2 separate regions of the Mus musculus genome follow, and region 2 is linked to region 1. The links are chromatin contacts, called in public promoter capture Hi-C maps. All regions are on one chromosome and are shown on one strand. The core of a region is the stretch at or near the end of the contact, and the rest is flanking DNA. Distances in the headings are between cores, read along the strand shown.

What was found. Promoter capture Hi-C pulls out the DNA fragments that hold promoters and counts their contacts.
Region 2: a contact with region 1 is called in a promoter capture Hi-C map of the HPC-7 cell line. The contact joins the promoter of Ackr4 here to the promoter of Dnajc13 in region 1. A contact is called at or near these places in 2 of 39 promoter capture datasets (the HPC-7 cell line and embryonic stem cells).

The regions. Positions count from the first base shown.
Region 1 is chr9:104,261,109-104,264,387 of GRCm38.p6, forward strand. It overlaps Dnajc13 (DnaJ heat shock protein family (Hsp40) member C13), which reads right to left and starts at 1,822. Exons shown (of 56, transcript NM_001163026.1): 1 at 1,591-1,822.
Region 2 is chr9:104,124,871-104,128,149 of GRCm38.p6, forward strand. It overlaps Ackr4 (atypical chemokine receptor 4), which reads right to left and starts at 1,773. Exons shown (of 3, transcript NM_145700.2): 1 at 1,549-1,773. Acad11 (acyl-Coenzyme A dehydrogenase family, member 11) reads left to right here. Exons shown (of 20, transcript NM_175324.4): 20 at 1,712-2,786. The coding sequence ends at 1,826.

The sequences.
Region 1 (3,279 bases), core at 572-3,071:
AAGCAAAACTGGGCTGCCATGTAGCTGCATAATTCTGTTTACACTTTCCTCAGAGAAGCAGGAGAGAAGTCTGAAAGGGACATTGCAAACTCACCCGTGTAATTACAAGTGCTGGAGGAATGGGGCCAACAAAGGTATAACATGATCTTTTGATTTCAACTCTACCTTAGTATCTATTGGGAACTAGGTTCCACTATTAACCTTTCTTCTAAGTTTAAGAAAAACAGGTTATTACCATCTGCCTGGGTAACCAAATAATTCATGCTCTCCACCAGTGTGCAACTTTATTACTGTGCACATTCACGTTTTAGAACTTGGTTTGTTTGCAGTCACGCTTGCTAGTATGATTTACACTACTACTACTGCATTAGAAAAGAATATCCATAGTTTCTCGGGGGAATACGAATGCTGGTATTGGCCCAGGACTCAAGCTAGCTTTAAGGTCTTTACATCCCTGTTTCTTAACTCTGGCTCCTCTTTTTCTCCTTTAATTTGTTTGTACTTCCTGTTTCCAAACAAATGTGAACTCAGTGTTTTCTCAACTAGGACTGGCGGTCCCGTCCCTGAACGTAATGTGGTATTAACAGCCAGAGCCACCATTTGCGATATTGCAACTTAAACATTGGTTTATACTATATATGAAAATTAAAGGGGCTTTTATGCTGTAAGCTAAATTAAGTTAAACAATGAGGCACTAGAAACAACAACAACAAAAAAAAAAACTAAACTATAGAATAAACGGGAAAAGCAGATCGTGGAAGTAAAAAATCACTACTTTGGGAGTTCATCTCTGTGTTAGGGGGCGATTTTTATTTACATCATCCTTCCACCAAGTGATTAGGGAAACGGTTTCAAGGTAAGAGTGGCTAATTTAGCATCTTACAATAGGGGTTTTTTGGGGGGCGGGGGCACGCAGGTGTACTCTCAACACCCACTTCATTGGGCGTCCAAAGTGCTGCTTCACCTACACCAAAAGCCGCGTTCAGAGGTGAAATCACAGCCCAGCACGGGCAACAGTGAACAGGCCAGGCTACTTTACAAGAAGGAAAAGCCTTGGGGGGAAAACTTGGTGTTTGATAAAGGACTTGAGGAAGAGAACAGCAGCTGCCCCTCCTTTCCCATCAAATCGAAACAAAACTGAGACGAGGAAAAAAGAAAGAAAAAAAAAAAAAAATCGAGTCTACGCGGGACCCCAGAGGAAGGAAGCAGGACCGCTAACCTAAGAAAACCGGAGGCGCCGGCATCCAGGAGGGAATCCCGAGGGCGGAGCCCACAGGGGAAGGAGGTGTGGAGTTGAGTCGGGGAGAGTTGCCGAGAGAAGTGGGGGACAGGGATAGTGATGGGAGAAAAGACGGCCAGGCAGAGAGAGGGGTGGGGCTGCCGGGCAGTGCCCCGGGCAAATGTCACTCAGAGCCGGGGGAGGGGAGGGTCCGAGCGCAGGGATCCCTGGACGGAGGATCGCGGCTTCAGCAGGTTCGAGCCACACACAGCAGCTTAACGCCGCCCGCTCTGGGGTCCCTGCCCGGAGCCCCCGGGTCCCCGAAGGTGGGAAGCGGCATCGCAGAAACCCAGAGCCGGAGGCGGCTTTACCTTCGCAGGAGGCTGGAGGCGCTCCAGCCCGAGCTCCGCCCGCCGCCGGCTCCACGTCTTGAGTAGGATGGAGGCGCCGCCGGCCCCGTCCCCTCTCGCTTTCCTTTTCCCCGCCGGGGCCTGTCGCCGCGGGTTCCTGCGCCGCGGCCCCCACCCCTCCGCTCCTCCCTCTGCCTCTCAGAGGCTCGCCCTGGACGCCGCCATCTTCCACCAGGCTTGCGAGCGCTGAACCCTAACGCGCGTGCGTGGCCGCCGCCCCGGCCGTCACGAGACCCTGTCAGCTGACCTCGGCGCTTCCGCCTCGCGCCCCGCCCTCGGGAGCACTGTGCTCCCTCCCTCGGTGGCCCATTCGCCGTCTTCCGGGAAGCGCCGCGTGCGCGCCGCCCGCCGTTCCGCCTCTCGGGAAGTACGCGTGCGCTTAGCGAAAGAGAGCCTTGGCCCAAGCAGAAGGCGAGGCGCCACGCCCCCTGGAGCGGTCCGAGAGGCCACGCCCCCTGAATCCCTGGAGACACGCCTCTCAGCCAGACGCTGGCATTGGCTACTGTAACTCTGCAAAGGAGCAGCTCTGTTACCTAGCCCTAGTCTTCAGTGTCCTGGCGCATCCACGAAGCCGTCGAAAGCCTCAGTGCGCATCTCTGGTTTAGCTGCATCGTGGGCATAACTTTTACTCGCTACTGACACACCCTGAACGCGGATTTAAGTTTTGAGTGTTCAGGGAGATAATGGAGACCGAAGCCTCAGAGGTCAAAGGCCTTTGCGGGTGAAGTGTTGGGACAGTTAACACTGCTGCCTTCCTGGACCTCTGATCCCAGAGCCAGGATTTAATTGGCCAACTACTTAAGGTCAATTAACTTGCAGCCGTCTGAGATAGGGATTATCCTCTATTTTCAGATAATAAATTGATGTGTAGTTCCACAGTAGTAGACTTAGTATTTGAGCTCAAGTAAGTTGACTCAAGAACTGCTCTCTGGATAGGAACTCACTGAAACTATATGAAGAGGGGAACTCAGGAGAGTGACAGTATCAGAATGAAACAAAGTTACAGATGACAATTGTGTCAGAGCTCTGAGCAACAGACGGTGTCTCATCTAAGATGTGAGAGGGGCAGACTACCCTCTAAAACGTGATTCTGTGGGGGGAAAAAAACTTGTATGGACACACAGTTCTAGGTTTAAATGCTCTGGTGAGCCTAATATTATTATTGTGTAGCAACCCTGGAACTGGAATTTCTCAGGGACCCCGTCTGTGGTTGAATCGTTTCATAGATGGAGGTTTTGGGATGAAAAACATGTAAAATGGTTTCTACAGACTTGACTTTTTGGCCGACTGACCCATTTGTGTTACTGGAGACGACTAGATTTTTCCTTAGGAAGGCTTTCCCACACTGTCCCAGTGAAATAAAAGTGCCTGTGAGCAGCCAGAAATGGCTTGCTTGGAAAGATGAGACCTGAAGTAGAGTGGAAAGGGGAAAAAACAACAATGAAAAACAAAACAAGATGCCCTTGGCCTATCCCAGGGTAATAAAAGCATGTGCTTACGTGGCTTTGTATATGTTACAGACCCTTAGAGTATTGCCAGAACTAGGTGTGGGCGGTCCTATTTCTATTTGGTAAAAAAGGCTGACCCAGAGTTCCTAAGTGACTAAATCAAGGTGAGGTTCATCCAAAAGGTTGAGCCGAGATTTGGCCC
Region 2 (3,279 bases), core at 523-3,022, 140 kb before region 1:
TTAACCTTAAAGAGAGCTAAGCATGTGCCTCCATGCTGTTGGCTGCCTGTGGCTTCCCTGAGCTCTCAGTCCCAGTCTGTCTAGAGAGCACGGCAAACCCCGAGGGAGAGGAGCTCACCTACTCCACGTGCAGTTTTACCCTTTTGCCAGCAAGGTGGCACGGGACTCTAATTACAGTACTTGGGGGTTGGGTGTCAGCAGGAAGACTGAGAGTGAGTTTCCTCGGGCTATGTAACAAGTTAGATAGCCACATAGAGAGACCCTGCTTCAAAGTCAAACAAACAGAACATCCTGCCCCCCCCCCAGTTGGGGCTTTTATTTGGTAACTCGTTATCTAGTCACAGGTATTAACTATATTACAGTAGATATGGAGTTCATTATGGCATTTCCATATACGTATGCAACCTGCAGGGATGGACTGCATGGGAGCAAAAAAAAATATTTATATAGCCCAGGCTAGCCTCAAACTCACCTTGCTATGTAGCACAGGAAGACCTTGGACTTCTGATGTCCCTCTTGTCCCTAACTCTTAAATCCTGGGCTTGCAGGCATGTGCTATCTTGCCTGGCTTTTATATGCAGTGCTGGAATCAAATTCAGGGCCCCTGTATGCTAGATTGTCACTGTGCCAAAAGAGCTACCCTCAGCCAACTGAAGTGCTTTCTTTTACTTGTCATTTGTAAGGCTGGCCTGATGGTCAGAGTCCCCGGGCTTTTCTTGCCTTGGAAAGCCATTCTCCTTCGTTTCTAAAGGCTGGCTCTGCTGGGCGTTATAATAGTCTTGTATCACAGTTACCTCCTTTTAGGACTTAGAATGCATTCCTTCCTGGCCTATGGGTTTTCTGCTGAGAGCTAAGCTGTTAGTCTAGAAAGGTCACCCCTGCATGTGGCTGTCATTTTCCTCTTGCAGATGCTGCAACTCCTACTTTGCCTTTGTACCTTTGACAGTTTAAGTATATTATGCCATGGTGAAGGTCTTTTCTGATCATGTCTATTTGATGTCCTATTTGTCTTTATTATTTCATTAAATGAATTTTATATCCTCTGAACTTTTTTCCTTGCCTCCGAGTATCCTAAAATGCATTCAGTGTCCCCAGGGCCCCAAATGTACTCTTCCTTTGTGTGCCTGTGTTTCTGTGGAGCAATGCAAAAGGGAGTTGAGAGGAACTTTCTGTCCTTGGGTTCAGTTCCCTCCCAGGCACCAGAGACCCTGACTGGTCAGCATATGCCCATGCCTGGTCCCTCTGCGCCGCTGAGGCCGGGAGCACCAGTCGCAGCAGCCTTCCCTGAGGAAGTCCTTCCACCCAGTGGGGATTACTGCCTAGTCTAAGGCCTTCTGCTCTCACTGTTGGGGTGCCCCCACACAAAGAAAGCCACACCCACTTCTGGCTTTACTTCTGAACTGCCACAATGTCCCCACTCTTGCATGGCCCATAGAAACAGTGGATCTCTCTGATTCTACCACCAAAGTTCTTAGTCACAGGAAAGAATCTCCGCGCCCCCCCCCCCACCATAGTGTCAGCTACCAACCTGACATAGTCCCGAGTTACCTTCGCCTCTGGGTAGCCATCTTGAATCTCCCTGAGCTGAGATCTTTAAAATGGCAGCTTCAGAAGCCTTTGGCCTTTCTCTTCATGTTCCTTTTCCTTGGTTTGGAGTGAGCATGACATGACGGTGTTGTGCTCTCTGATAACTCTGACCCCATTCTCTCAGGTACGCCATCATACGCACCCTGCGCTTGGCAGACGGCCCTGACGAAGTCCACCTCTCAGCGATCGCCAAGATGGAGCTTCAGGACCAAGCCAGACGGTTGACAGCCAGGATGTGATGGAGCAACCCGGGGCACACTCTTGACCAGCTCAAAACTTACATCTCACATCTCTTGAGTAGTTTGAGCACAAGGCTAATTATTCACCCATGGTAAAGATTTTAGCATCTATTTCGATCACTGGGTTTTATAATGTTAAGTAAGGATCACACAGACGTGAGGTAAATAGGAAACCCCATAACTGCCATTGAGTCTGGTGTCTAATGGGTTAGCATTCACTTTATACACATGACCTGTGATGAGGTCACACTGAGAATGGTAGAGCTATTTCTGGAATTCAGCCAAGTGAATAGACACCCCAGGCCTAAATAACCTTGTTCTGAAATACTTGCAGCTGTACCCCTTTTAGCAGTGTTTTGGAGCTTAATTTAGCACCTCAGAGAAAGCAATAGCTTGAAGATTTCGGAGTTCCCAATAAGCCTCTTTCTAACCCAACAGGAAGTAGTTCTGGTGAAATCTCATGCAGGTGAAAGCTCACAAGGAAGTGTAGCCTGTTAGGAGAACAGGCGATCAAGGCCACTTAGGTTACATAGAAAAAGCTGAGGAGATCCGTAACTAATCGGTGCTATGTCAGAGCTCCACAGCTCCCTGGGAGCTGGTCTGATCAGGCGAGACATGTTCTGACAGCTCTGCAGTGCCACTGTGGGTCACCACAGCCCTCTGCATCGAAATGTCACCGGCACAGCAGAGGACAGCCGTTAGCTACAGTTGGAAAGGTTTGAGTTGGTGGTCTGCTTTATCAAGTAAGGATGTTTTGAAATCTCGTCACAAAGAGAAATATTTTAAATCAAAATTTGGCATCCAAATAAACACAGTAAGTGTTTACATACTGGATTTTGAAAACTTAACTGAAAATAATATAAAATATCTACTAGATAATACCTTTACATATTGAGCCTACATCGAATTATATTTTGGAAATACTGTATTGAATAAAATATACCCCAGTCTTCTCTGTTTCTTATTGTCATTTTATGGTGTGAATACCATTGGAAAAATAGCTAGGAAATTTAAAAAATTTTTCAAACCAAATTATTTTCAGTCCTAAAAGTCTTTAACTTTTTCATCAGAAAGTGTGCTCATGGTGTTCGATGGTGTGTGGCCAGAGATCCTGTTTCTTCTTGGGGGCTGTGGAGGGAAAGCCAGGATCTACCACAGGCCTGGACTCAGAGCTGTGTCATGTGGACCTTTCAGCTTGTGCCTCTGGGCCCTCACCTCCCTCTATCTCATTTCCTTTTGATACAGAAAGGCCACCTTTTTAATCTTGGGGGGCTTTTCTGATAGGAGCTGCCATTTAGGAGCAACTTGAAATCTGGGAAACACAGTGAACTGCTTTATACCGTCTGCTTGTTTGAAGTGTCTTAGAACCAAGCATACCTCATTAGTAGTTCTTTAAAGTTTTGGTTTAGAAGCTGTCTGGGGGATTGTCTGGACACCTGGCCTTGAACTCCCA